Linked DNA regions of Callithrix jacchus: region 1 is linked to region 2. A link is a contact called in public Hi-C data. All regions are on one chromosome and are shown on one strand. The core of a region is the stretch at or near the end of the contact, and the rest is flanking DNA. Distances in the headings are between cores, read along the strand shown.

What was found. A called contact is a pair of places that touch in the nucleus more often than the background predicts.
Region 1: a contact with region 2 is called in a Hi-C map of induced pluripotent stem cells, with 3 times the contacts expected there. The contact joins two enhancer-like sites. A contact is called at or near these places in 2 of 3 Hi-C or Micro-C datasets (induced pluripotent stem cells and skeletal muscle).

What each region holds. Positions count from the first base shown.
Region 1 is chr17:16,094,665-16,102,432 of calJac240_pri, reverse strand. The region is part of intron 2 of LOC128930035 (a long non-coding RNA gene); the gene reads left to right. Among named protein-coding and RNA genes, the nearest start is that of EIF5A2, 44 kb to the left of the region's middle. Within about 2 kb of position 2,427, at least 2 of the 16 cell types and tissues checked have an H3K27ac peak or open chromatin away from gene starts, as enhancers often do.
Region 2 is chr17:15,891,964-15,898,831 of calJac240_pri, reverse strand. It overlaps TNIK (TRAF2 and NCK interacting kinase), which reads right to left. Exons shown (of 31, transcript XM_035278931.3): 8 at 6,395-6,449; 9 at 4,335-4,413. Among named protein-coding and RNA genes, the nearest start is that of SLC2A2, 160 kb to the left of the region's middle. Within about 2 kb of position 2,966, at least 5 of the 16 cell types and tissues checked have an H3K27ac peak or open chromatin away from gene starts, as enhancers often do.

The DNA of each region.
Region 1 (7,768 bases), core at 1,178-3,677, 200 kb before region 2:
CTCAGAAGTGACTTCCTTATCTTTCTCTTAAAATCACCTCTCTTTTTTCAGTGAAGGTTGGCGCCATCTATTCAAGCCAGCCAGGGTCGAACGTGAGGCTCAGACTCATTGTGTCTCAGAATTGGAAGGGCCCTTACAGGACCTAGTTCAGTCACCCATTTGGTGCTTGAATCCTTTACCATCATACAGTTTGTGATTCCCCAAGTAGTTGAGCACTTACTCAATATCAGGTACTATGCTCATTCTACTGAATGATCATTTCTGCCAAATATTGAGCATCTTCTAGAAAGAAAAACGATTTAGCCATAAAAAAGCACAGCCTGGCCTAGTGGAGGAGGTAGCTGGGAACATTTTAATGTGATGTAGTGGGTGGTTTGTAGAGGTAATGCAGAAGAAGAAATGGGCAAGAGAGGAATGAGCCTCTTCTAGCTCAGAGGAGGCTCCAGGGAGGGAGAGTTGGGGCTTGCTTTCTAGAAGAGCAAACAGTAGAAATGAATCTTGAAGGATGAATAGGAGTGATCTAAGTGACTGACAGATGTGTGCTCCAGGCAAGGAAAGTACAAGGGGAAAACATCCCAGAGGGACCATGTATATCTCTCTACATTGTGGTTTTCTCATCTGTAAGAGCATTTACTTTAGAGGAGTGTTGTATGTAATAAATAAGAAAATATTTATGTTTATAATGGACATAGTAAATGCTAGAGCATTTTGATATTATTACAACTGCTAAAGTATATCTGTACAAAGATATCAAAATAACCTTAGAGCCAGCAGGTGGGCCCCTCGAGCCCACAATATTTTCCTGATAGACTAATATATTTGTAGAAAGACTGTCCAACCTGAAAGTACCTTAGAACCTAATGATACTAGGTACTTAAGTTATGCCAACTCCTCTTGCTTGCTGATATTCCATGTTAACTGAGAACGGTGTTGATTTGTCTTCTCTTGGGACCAAGTCAGGTCAACATGAGTCTTCAGTTGCTTCACAACTTTATTTCCTCATTGTCAAATAATTTCCCACTCTGATATTAAGACCAGTCTCTTATCAAGTTTTAATAACACCCGTACAGCATGGACTATGTGCTAGACACTGATCTTAACACTATTCAAATATTAACTTATTTCATTCTGATAACAATCATAGAAGGTGGCTGTTAGCATTATGATCACCATTTTTAAAATGCAGAAAGTACGACACAGGAAGCTGACGTAACTTGCAGCTAGTAAAGGGTGGAGCCCAGGTTCAAAATGAGGTAGTCTGACTCTAGAGTTTCTGTTCTTTATCACCACATATGCTGCATCCCTGAAGCAGGCAGCTCGGGGACCTACAAAAATGACTTTTGAGCCCACAAGGCTGAGGTCAAACCCTGAATCATGGTAAATGTGGCAAGAATATGTCACTTTGCTGGGCGTGTCTGATTGCCTTTGGGAGCTGGTCTTCTGAAGTGCCTGAATATCGGCTTTGCTTGGAGTTTAGACTTTCAGTTCATCCTCAATAAAATAAAGAAAGTGATGAGTCATCTTTTGCTTTGAAGATATCCAATGCAGTGGCCTTCACTGAGACTTTTAGCTTACCCTGCATTGGATCCAAAGTTTGCCCTAATCTAAACAGGAAGGGAGGGCCTTCAGGTCTGGATAAAAGAAAAATCTCTGAAATCTATAGCAGAATAGTTCTTCTGCCATATTTGGAACAAGAATTTACATTTCTCAGATTTGAAAGTGTTTTTTTCCCATTCTTATGGAGAGTAGTATAGTTTGAGTTTATCTCTGATGAAACAGAGGTGGTCAGTAGCCCACCATTACAGGTGCCCTGAGAGAGTCATACGTAGAAGCCAAATTCTAGGCGAGTATACATTGCTCATTCCTGAATACATTTGAGCACAAATCCTGTCAGGCATCCCAGCCTTGCTGAACTAGGCTGAACTCTGTGAGAACCAGGACTCCTTTTGCCTTCCTAGCATAAGGCCAAATCCAAAAACAGATTTTCATTGCGCCTCCGTCACTGCTCACAGTCCGTACTTGACCACTGAGGTCTTACCATGCTGGTGACAAAAAGAAGCAAGGACAGGTGAGTTGCTAAACCCCAGAAAAGTTTTTGCTTTTCTCCACACTTGCAGCCCTCTTTACAGTTGGGGAGAGCTTCCTAAGGCAGAGCTTAGATCTATCCTCAATAGCATCCTGGAAGAGAACAAAGCTCGGGGAGCTGAGAACCAAGAAAAGCTGGAAAGAGAGAGAGAACCCCAAGAGCCCTTCTTGCTGAAGCGAGGGCTTTTACCTACTTCTCTGACAGAAAGCTGCATCTCCTAACAACACACCCTTAGTGTGTTCTCTATCAGTGCTCCGTGAGGGATGGATGAGCTTCTGTGGAGTGGGGGTGGAGTTGGGAGAGAGTAGAGAGAGGGATGGTGTTTGAGCTCCCCTAAAATTTGGCTTGTGCCACAAACACCTTGTAAAGAGCAAATAAAGTCATGGCTTCATCTTAGCTGCTCTTGAAATTCATAGATGAGGCATGATAGAGGGTATTATGGAAGAGAATAGCACGGACTTGGGCTTCTACGGCTAGGAAACGGGAAGGCAGGATTCAAATTGAGCTAGTTAGAATCCTGCTTTCCCATTTACTAGTTCAGTGGCCTTGCCCAATTCACTTGACTGCTCTGTGCCTCAGTTTCAATAATAGCAGAGTTTAGAATTGTAAAAATGTTGAGGACGAGTGTGTATGACAGTGGCACAGGTCAGACAACTCAACAAATCCACAGTTATAGTTGGAGATGTCAACACTTCTCTCTTAGTGATTGATGGGACAAGAGGATAGAAAAATCAGTGTGGATATCTGAACAGCCTTATCAACCAAATTGACTTGATTCAAATTCATAGAACACTCTGCCCCACAACCTCGACTACACAATTAGACTGTCCACCAGATGATTCAGCGCCAAAATGACTGGAAGTTTTGGTTTGATTTTTGGTCTCTAATTGCTAAGTTAATATAAAATGATATTTTATAACAATTGTAGAACCAATAGGACAGTGATTCTTGTCTCACTGTGCATATAGCTTATCTTGATTTTTTTCGCTTTTCATAGTTCTATATATACAGCATTTAGATGCTTTCTCCCTTCGGGAAGTGCAAATGAAGGACATCTACCTTGTTAATCCTTCTTGTACTACTTCCCCGGGAATGTGAGGTGGGCAAGGGATGGTGACGGAGATTGGAAAGTGAATTTGAGGATGGGCATTGAATTTTAAAACATATTTCTACATACCTTTTTATTTGACAGTAATAATAACGCAGGGGAAGAGGGTAGGTCTTTGGCATGTTGTCAGGCTATTGCTCTTCCTTTGCTCAGCTTTCACTGAAGTGCTCTGTTCTCAGAAACCGTCACCTGTTTCTTATTCTAGGTAAGTGATGGCAGGTGATGTGATAGTTAATTGTGAAGAACATCCACGATTGTTTTTCCTACCTACAAAAGAGGTATTAAGAATAATAGGACAAGGCTGGGTGCAGTGGCTCACGCCTGTAATCCCAGCACTTTGGGAGGCTGAAGCAGGCTGATTGCCTGAGCTCGGGAGTTTGCGACCCGCCTGGGCAACATGGTGAAACCCTGTCTCTACTAAAATCCAAAAAAATTAGCCAGGTATGGTAGCATGTACCTATAGTCCCAGCTACTTTGGAGGCTGAGGCAGGAGAATTGCTTGAACCCGGGAGGCAGAGGTTGCAGTGAGCCTGCGCCACTGCACTCCAGCCTGGGTGACAGAGAGAGACAAATAAAAACAGGACAAAGAAGATTTTATCAACATAGGAAAATAAAAATCATATAAAAAGAACTATTCGTGAGAAGAGTGCGAGGCAGTGCAAGCAAATGAAGAAATCTGTACCGGGTGGATGAATCATTACCCTGACTTCCTCTGGGTTTTTGCTTGCTGATGCTCTCCTGCTGAGATAGACCCGCTTTTGCAAGGCAGAATGGGAGGTGAGTAAATAAGAAGCGGGTATTCGCTTTTATTATCACAGTACCCTACATGTCGGTTCAAGGAAATTCTGATGACGAAAGTGCTGTAAGTTTCTGGAATTAGAACCCAAATTACTCTTAGAATTCAAAGAATGAGGGTAGGGACAGCACCAGTTGCTTATTTGATAAAACAGAAGAAGCCTGATGGAGAACATCTTGGTGCATTAGGAAAACAGCCTCAAGGCTCCCGCTGACAGGACACTTTTCCCAAGTACTATTAATTATAATGCGTTATTAGCTAACTGCAGGCAGTGACATCCTTTGCATGTTAACTAAAGTGCAACAGCCATGTAGCTAGTGGGGCCTACTCAGTCTTTAAAATTGTCTTAATCATTAGTGAATTAGTTAAACTATAACGTTAAGAGATAAAAATAATCATCGTTGTTGCTTGGGAACAAGTCTAAACTGGAACTGGTTTTCAGAGGTCCTGAGTACAAATGTTCTTGACTGTGTAGATTGATGGGTGACAATGAACATAGAGTTCTAGACCCAGCCATCCTCACTCTGACCTCGTCAGGGTTACATAATATCCTAAGATCGTTGTTACGGGTTTGATTTTTGCTTTGGAGCCGTGGTAGGGTGTGAGGGAGGGAAGATGGTACCATAGGCTTTATATTCAGTTCTCAGTCATTCAGAAATTTGCAGTGCAGTTGGCAAATTTTTGAAACTCGTGTTCCTTTCAGTGCTTTCTTTCTTTGGATCATTTCACTGATTATTAATGGCTCCACCTGGGGAGGCCTGGAAATGATGCTGAAACTCAGTCAAGCCTCCTTGGCAGTTCTGGAAAGAGGTTTTCAGTGCAGAGGCTGCGAAGAGAAGCTCAAATTGTGCTTTAGGATTATCTCTGGATTTTGATGATTGGCATATTCTTCTTCTGCCACAAATCACCCAGACTTAAGAGAACAAACAAGACTTAATTGGACTGGTTTTGATTCATGTTTTGATGACTGACCACAGGCAGAAAACATGGTGGGAAAAAAAAACCTATCCTCAAGTGAACTGAGAAGAGAAATTCATTGCTTTTCATTTTATCCAAATATTTTTAAATGGCTAAATTTAATTTAAAAAATTACATTAAAATTCACAATTTTTGGTTTTGCTTTTTTTGAGTCTGGACAAATAAATATATGGTTCAGTAAACCACTACCACAATCAAGATAAGGAGCAGTCCCATCGCCCCCCCTAAACTGCTGCTGCTTTGTATGTCAGTCCCAACTCCTTGCATGCACTCCTGTTACCTAGTCTATACTTTGACCCTTTCTAGATGTGTTCTCAATGGAGTCAGATTATGTAGCCTTTTGAGTCTGGTCTCCTTCACTTAGCCTAACACATCTGAGATTCATCCATGTTGCTACATATATCAGTTGTTTATTCTTTTTTATTACTGAGAAGTATTCTATAATTTATCAGTTCATCAGTTGAATGATATATGGGCATTTCTGTTTTTGATGTTTATGAAAAAAGCCACTATAAACATTTCCACACCAGTTTTTAAGAGAACAAAAATTTTCTTTTCTCTTTGGTAAATATGTAGGTGTGAGACTGCCGGGTCTTAAGTGTGTATTTAACTTTATGCCACTGCCAAACTGTTTTTCCAAAACGCTGTCCCATTTTGCATTTCCACCAGCAGTGAATGGGAATTCCAGGCACTTTCCATCCTTAATAACACTTGGTATTGTCAGGCCTCTTTCTCTTACTGATTTCTAAATTAATTTTTAATGATTAGAAAGTACACTTTATATGATTTCATTTCTTTTACATTTGTTCAGATATATTCTATGATCTATTTTGGTGAATGCTTCATGTATACTTGAAAAGAACGTGTATTCTGCTGCTAAAAAAGAGAGTATATTTAAAAATGTTGATTAATTTCATTTGTTTATTGGTCAGGTCTTGTGCATCCTTACTTTTTTTTTTGTCTACATGTGTCAAAGTTTTCAACTACAGTGTAGATTTGTCTATTTTTCCCCTTTCATTGCTGTCAGTTTTTCTTCATATATTTTGGAACACTTGTTAGGTGCATACATATTTAGGATTGTTCTATCTTCTTGGTGAATTGACCTTTTATTGTGTAAGATATCTCTCTATCTTCCATTGCATTTGTGGTCCTAAAGTCTACTTTATCTGGCTTTAATATAGACACTCCAGCGTCCTTCTTTTTTATCATTCTTTTATTTTTAATCCCCCGTATATTTATATTTACAGTGAATATCTTGCAGACAGAATATAGTTGAGTCTTACTTTAATGCCTAATTGCACAATCTCTGTCCTTTAATTGTTTAGACCATTTATTCTTATCATTATTGCCTTAGTTGGATTTATGTCTATTATCTTATAGATTTTTTTTTTAGTATTCCATTTTTTATGTATTGATTTTTCTGTCCTATCTCTTTGTATTGTTTTTTAAAGTGGTGGCTGTAAAGATTACAACATATATACCTAACCATTAACAGTCTACTTAAAATTAATATATTACCCACTTAGGTAAAATGTAGAAGCCTTAAAACCATACAGGTTACTTTATCCCTCTGCCCTTATGTCATAGTGGTCAAATGTATTATATCTATATGCACTGAAAATCTTACTAGATAATACTATAATTTTGACTTTCAACAGCAAAATATATATGTGTTTTAAATAACTTAAGATGAAAATAGTTTTTATTTTTTTAAATTATTATACTTTAAATTCTGGGGTACATGTGCAGATTGTGCAGGCTTGTTACATAGGTATACATGTGCCATGGAGGTGGCTTGCTGCATCCATCGCCCCGTCATCTACATTAGGTATTTCTCCTAATGCTGTCCCTCCCCAATCCACCCACCCCCTGCTATTCCTCCCCTAGCCCCCTACCCCCCATTCACCGGTGTGTGATATTTCCCTCCCTGTGTCCTTGTGTTCTTCCATTGTTGAACACCCACTTATGAGTGAGAACATGAAAACCAGAAAACATCTGGTTTTCTGTTCTTGTGTCAATTTGCTGAGAATGATGGTTTCCAGTTTCATCCATGTCCCTGCAAAGGACATGAACTCATCCTTTTTTATGGCAGCATAGTATTCCATGGTGTATATGTGCCACATTTTCTTTATCCAATGAGCATTTGGGTTGGTCCCAATACTTTGCTATTTTGAACAGTGCTGCAATAAACATACATGTGCATGTGTCTTTATAATAGAATGATTTATAATCCTTTGGGTATATAACAGTAATGGGATTGCTGGGTCAAATGGTATTTCCATTTCTAGATCCTTGAGGAATTGCCACACGTCTTCCACAATAGTTGAATCAAATTACACTCCCACCAACAGAGTACAAGCATTCCTATATCTCCACATCCTCTCCAGCATCTGTTGTCTCCTGATTTTTTAATGATTGCCATTCTAACTGGTGTGAGATGGTATCTCAATGTGGCTTTAATTTGCATTTCTCTAATGACGAGTAATGAGTAGCTTTTTTTTCATATATTTGTTGGCTGCACAAATGTCTTCTTTTGAAACGTGTCTGTTCATATCCTTGGCCAACTTTTTAATGGGGTTGTTTTTTTTTGTTGTTGGTGCAAATTTGTTTAAGTTCTCCATATTACCCCTTGTCAGATGGGTAGACTGCAAAAATTTTTTTCCATTCTGTTGGTTGCTGGTTCACTCTATTGATAATTTCTTTTGCTGTGCAGAAGCTCTTAAGTTTGATTAGATCCCATTTGTCTATTTTGGCTTTTGTTGCCATTGCTTTTGGTGTTTTAGTCATGAAGTCCTTACCC
Region 2 (6,868 bases), core at 1,717-4,216:
CTGCCAATGGGGACATTATTGGTACTTATCTCAAAAAAAATGTTATGATAAGTGAATTAATTCATGTAAAATATTGAGAACAGTGCCTGGTATCATAAATGCCGTATGTGTGTTTGCTATTAAGATGATGATGACTATGATGACATTGCCCTGAGCAACCTCTGAGCATCACTGGGTTTATGGAACACAGTATCCACCTTTAGGACTGAGGAGCAGAAATCCCCACTTCTGGCCAGGTGCGGTAGTTCACACCTACAATCCCAGTGCTTTGTGAGACCAAGATGGATGGATTGCTTGAGGCCAGGAGGTCAAGACCAGCCTGGGCAATATAGCAATACCTTCTCTCTATAAATAATAGAACAAATTAGTTGGACATGGTGGCATGCACCTGTAGTCCTAGCTACTGGAGAGGCTGAGGTGGGAGGATCATTTGGGCCCAGGAGTTTTGGACTGCAGTGAGCTATGATTGCACCACCGTACACTAGCCTGGGTGACAGAATGAGACTCTGTCTCTAAAAATCAGAAATCACCATTTCTGTTGAACTGAGTAAACCTAGAGCTTTTTTAAGGGAATTATTTCATGTACAGATTAAATATGTTAGCGGGAAGAGTCAACTGGGCTGTTATCTTCAAGGAGGGTGCACAAAAAAAGTTAATTTTTAAAGTCTGTGTAATCGTTTTTAGCTGGATTTTAATAAAGTCCAAAGTTCAGTCACATTACTACCAGCAAATTACGTCTATTTGAAGGGTTTTCTGACATTTGCTCTGTATTATTATTTTATTTAGAAACACACACACACACACACAAGCTTCGTCCTATCTCAAAACAAAAGTCTGACAACACACCAAGATTCAGAATTGGTGCCTCATAAAATAACGGGGTGATTTAAACCTTGGAGCAAAAGCAAGAGGCTGGGTCCAGGCTGGCTTTCCCAGTGGGAGGAGCCTAGGACTCATGCAAAAATGCCCCTTAGCCTCACTGGCCCTCCACATCCTCATCTGGAGCATGAGCAGCTTGGACCAGTGGAGCTTGTATAGATAAGCAGTTATGGTTTTTCTAATGATCTCAGCTGAGTGCTGCTTTTCCTCTGTGGGCTTTTCAAATGTAAAAGGCACTTGAAAAGTATGAGTCACCATTTTGTACTTGATGCAACCATTTGTATCCTTCTCCAGAAGGCCCTTAAGGGAAACAATGGCACTGAGTATATTTATGAGGGCAGGTGAGTGTGGTTGAGCAGGGTGGCAGGAGAAGGGAGGAGAAAATCTTTTGAAGGAGATGGTTTACCCCTGCGAGTGGAATCCACCCACACACAAGAGACAGGAGGAGAAAATGGGAATCCCGGTCTCACTATTCACTTGCTGGTGCTGACACAGGGGTACAGGGTGAGAGTATCTTTGGTTTCCTCTGATTCAACTAAGGGTACAATCCTCCCAGACAACTTACTATTAAATGCCTGAACATTCGATGGTGCCCTAACTTCATAATCCCTCAGCACAAAGGGTCCTCCTCATCACACTAATAGGGAAGGAAGAACGGGGCTCCTGTGAGTGGTGGTGGTCTCTTTTTCCTTCATGATGACAGTGGAAAGAGCAGCGCCACTGCCTTTACTTCTCAAATCTTGAAGGCACAAGTTTAAAAAGAATTCACACTAAGAGACCAGTTTATGCCTTGCTTGTTGTAGACTCAGTCATGTGGAAAGTGACGCTCCGTTGAATGTTTGCCACGGAAGGAGTTCAGGGCCCTGCCTCTGCAGTGGCGCCCTCTTTGGTCATGTGCTGATAGATACACTGAGAATAATACTGTTAACCTGATAACTCGTTTAGGTAGAGAAGAGCTGGAAATAAAAGAACATTTTGGAGTTTAGCCTCTTGATTGGGGAAGGGAGTCTTTTCCTTTAAAAAAAAATAAACGAAATGTTTAATTCCCTCCCATACACTAGAGTCTATTAAAGTCAACACTAACTTACTTCAAATTACTTTTGACCTGCTCTTTCAAGATAAAATACTTTGAAATGTTTAAACATGTTCCCTTAAAAACTGGTGGAATTGTATTGCAGAGAAATGGGAGCCATGCCTGTAGTCAAGTATCACGTGCCTGGGGGCTGCACCACCCCCTCTGCAAAGGCTGGGATGGAAACGGAAATAGCACATTCTCAGGGCTTTCGATTCCCCAGTCACCCTTTCCGTGTCTAACATACGGGGCAGTTCCCAGAGCTTTCCTACCCAGCTTTCCTTACGCATCAAGGGAAAGGTGTGCAAGGTGGCAGGAGGAGATGAAATCGGCCTGGACTTCTCACTGTTTCCCAGCTTCTCAAGCTCCCTCTGGCATTATTAAAATTCGTTCTTGTCAAAGGTCTGAAGCAGAAAAATCAGCCTGCATTGTCCTAAAAGTTTGTATTTCTTAAACAAAGTCAGCACGCAGTTGATCTTTTTGGATCTCTATCAGCGAAAACCAACACTGTAGGGAAAGGAGTGTGAAATCTCTTCACGCACTTTTCTGTGGGGTCGGGCAGGTCACAAAAAGGGGTGGTGCCGATCACGGTTAAGATGAAAACCGGAGATGTGTCCTAACCAACTGACACCAGCCTCTGAGTTGGGGAGAGGTGGTGGCTGGAGCAGAAGGGCAACCCCTTGTCCTAAATGGGAGCAGGAGCTACTTAGCAGGCAGTTCACTGCATCTCTGCAAGGAAAAGGCCAGAAATCTACATGTACTGCTCAACTGACAGATTTTCAGGTGTTGCCAATTAATACACATATTTTTAAAACGGGTGTATGACCACACTGTGACAGCCAAATAAAATACGTCTGTGGAGGGCCGGTTTGTCCTTTTCTATGGAAAAGCTCAGAATACGTGTCCAGCAGCAGTAAAGAGAGAGGACGATAGGAGAGGGCAGGGAACAGGGTAAGTAAAGCCTGCTGTACACAGCACACTAGCTCAGATGTCAAGCAGGAACCTAGCAGAGGGCTTTGTAGTGTCACTGTCACTTCCAGGAAAGAGAACAGAGCCAGCCCCTCTCCCCGGGAGTCTGATCCAGGGAGAAGAGGAAGCAGGGTGTTGGGGTGCTTTGCTGATCACATGATGTGTGACACCCAATGGGAGGGCTGTTGCTGGGGAGAGAATGGTTGTCTTGTACCACAGTGACCTTCTGCAGAGGAAGGAGGAGCAGGGAACGCTCTGCCTCCTTGTTACCAATAGCAACTCTCACTCCCCTCGCAGGGCCCGGCAGTTCTGAGGCTGCCATCCCTTTTCTGGCTGTTTCCCTCCCTCTTTCTGTGCAGCATGCCATTGCACCAGGGCGGCTGTCATTAGTAGATGACTGGTAGTAATTAAGGCTGCCCCCTGTATGTGGGTAGGTGGGTGGGTGGGTGGGAAACATGAGGGCCCAATGAAGCGCCTGATCATGAAGGGCTATGGAAGGGGGCAGAAGGATCCTGTCCCTTCAGGGTCTCACTGCCCAGAACTTATCTCTAGAAAAATGATAGGTGGTCACAAGTGGTGCAGGAATTGTCCTCAGTGCAAGAGTGATCAGAGATTCAAGAATGCATCAGGGAGAACACACCACTTCCATAGGAAGGAAGGAGGAAGCAGTGAATTTCGGTTCTGGAATGGTAAGATAAAAAGATCCAGACTATAGAATTATCTCAAAAAAGTCAAATGTCCAACATCTGGCTTAACCTGTAGAACTGTTTCCCAAATGTCAGTCACAGCTGATCAACGTAATTTTTGCCATACCTCACACCGCCCATACTAGTATTCATGTAGTAGTTTTCTTTAAAGTAAGTCACCATTTTATGTAAGTTTATTAATAGGAAAAGTTATAGCGCTGCCCCAAAGAAGAAGCCAGTATCACCTGCCACATGTGAAGACAGTAGTAACAACAAAAAACAGCAAATGCTCATACACGTGCCAGAGCAGTAATCTCAGACATTACCCGGTAGGCATATAAACTTAGGGAATTACTGTTGTAAGAAACAGAAGAGAAATCAGCCAATCTAACAGGCGGCCTCTAAATTATCACCCTCTCTGATGATCTGTTCGGTGCTGCCAGGAAAGACAGGACTTGGGGTTAAAATCAAAGAGCTTTCATGTTATTACTTGGGCTTCACTTATGCATTTTGGCTAATACTTTCTTACCTTGAAGGTGGGAGAATAAAGACTTGCTGCACAAATAGTAGCTACTCAATATGTACTATAAGATGAATGACAGTTCACCAAGTCATAAGATGTATTAGTCTCATTCTATTAGCAGGACCTAGAGATTAGAGCTAATCCAAAATCGAATCACAAGCAAACCTCACCCTCAGATCTGCAAAACACTGAAGACCAGACTCACCACTTCTTAGACTTCAGCCGGGGCGCTGGGTTCCGGGGGATGAGGAAGAGGGCTCTCATAGGGTGCATGTCACAGAGTGCTGCAAGAGACCAAAACAAGGGCCAGATACAGTTAGGAGGCCAAAGCCAGGCCAAGCCTGTCGTGGCTGTGCAGGTAATGCTGCCTGATGTCCCACTGAGTTTACACACGACCACTGAGTACAAAGTCAGAACGTCCAAATGCTTCCATGTGATGAGCATTTGAAGGATTCGATGTCCATTTAACGGGAGTCTCGTCAAATACAACACAGTTTATATAGCTACTGCCAACATCTCCAGTGAATCCACGTCTACTTCATGCTGAAGGAAACTATGTTAAGGGATCAACAACCAGCCCTCCTTGCTGTGAATGACCGCCTGGCATTTCAAGTAAATAACATCAGGTGACAACTACAATGGAGAGGGTAAGCTATTTACAATTAGTAAAAGCCAAAGCGGTAAATAAAAGACATTTGATTATCCAGGCTATTTCTTTTGCTTGACAGCTCATCCAAATGCAACTTTATCTACAGATTTTTGGAGTCCAAAACACCAGAGCCCGATTTTCTCTGCTTCCAGATATCCTGAATGGTTTTCAAGGTTTTGTAAAGGGTTTTGTTTCATTTTGTTTTTAAATTCACTGGCCCCAGGAAGCCCAGAGGATTAAGTCACACAGAGTCTGGCAGAAAAACAAAATTATAAAAAGATCTCTTCTTGTAAACATGACATTATCGTTTATAGTGAAAGCGCTCATATGTTCTTATTTTAATAAAAACATTTTATTAGTTTACTTTTCAAACATCTGGGAGAATTTCTACGTTGTAGCTAGAATAAGAATATGTGCTTCTGGAAAGCCAAAGGATTCTGTGGGCAGAAGTTTATTTTTAGCCCTGTCTACCACTCATCAAGAATGGTAATATGGTTTAAGACTGCAATATATTATTTTTCTGATTCACACACGCCTAGTAGCATTGTGAACGAGGTCAGTTTTGTCAGCCAGCACTCCAAGTCAATCATGCTACAGATGAGTTCTACCAATTCTAGACTGAAAGGTAAGAGAACGATGACAACCTGAAGGTAAAAGTCATAAGTATAACGACCTGTCGTGCAGATAAAGCTCCTATTTTTGTCCTGGTCCTCTGAGATGCAGACACCAGGGATATCACTGTGGAAATTACTATGTGAATGGAAATGGGAAGGAGACAGGCAGAACGGGAAGTCATCAGATTGCTATCCAAGTCTGACCCTCAGTGAAGGAGAGAGGGAGAAAAGGCAGGTGGATGGATCCCAAACTGTCCTGCGGGTCCTGCAGAGTCATAGGGGATTACTTGGGTGAAAGTTGCCTATAAAGGAATCTTGTATCTCCAGGAAAGGGCCTGCCTTAGTATCCCCACTGTGCTAGGTCACTGGTGGGGAGTGACCCTTGAAAGGTGTGGCCTGGTGCCATTGCAGCAGCTGGGGCTGACAACCAGTTACACTTCCTATATGGAAATCGTGAGGCACAGTCTCCTGACAGAGACTCTCTGCTGGGTCCAATACTCCAAATCTCAAGGAAATGAGATTCTCAAGACTGCTGGAGCCCTGGCCACTCTGCCCCAAGTAGAAAAGAAATCTAAAATTCTAAACATCAGTATTCTAAGAGGAGTGATAGAAATTGAGTGCAGTCTTTGTATAACCTGTGCACTGAAAATTAATTTTGAATTGTCATACATTGGAGTTTATAGTTTTGTGAGTTGGTCACAGTTTTATGTCAGATGAGGAGTCAAAGGACAGACAATGTACACAATCTGTAAAACATACAAGACTCTCCAAAGTATGCTTTCTTTTTCTTCCTTTTTTCTAATAAAAACAGGATTCTCCCACTGCTCTGAAATGAATGGATTCCTGGTTGGTTTAGGATGACTCTGCTTTCTAAATATGCCAGCTTGAATCCATGCAGGGCTAGGTGTAGTGGAAGTAAAGCAACTGCAGCTCCTGGCAAGGAAACTTCAGTACCTGCAGAGCAGACCAGCAACAGATTTCACCCCAGAGGAAGGTACTTACGGGGAGCACCTTCTGCCATTTCGATGGCGGTGATTCCCAAAGACCACAAGTCGCTCTGAAAAAGAAGAGGCAGACACACACATAAATTCAGTCAACAAAGGAAAACTTGGTTAAACCCGGTAATTACTTCAGAACTGCTGGTGGGAAAGGGATTCAGTTGTCTGTTTACAAACCGGTGTCTTCCACTAACCTTCGAAGCAGAAACAATCTTACTCACTTTTCTCTGATAATACCATTCACGGAGTTTGGCACATGGCAGCTCATCAATAAATGTATAAAAAAAATGAATATAAAAATGTTTAATTCACTACTGAAATTTATCTATAGATTGATGCATATGAAACTGCTGCCATCCGACTGTTTATCACACCATCACTGAGCTGTAATTGTCATATAAGAAACTACACATAAAGTGCACCAGTTGATAACGTATGACATAGGGACACCCCTGTGAGCCCATCACTACAATCAAGA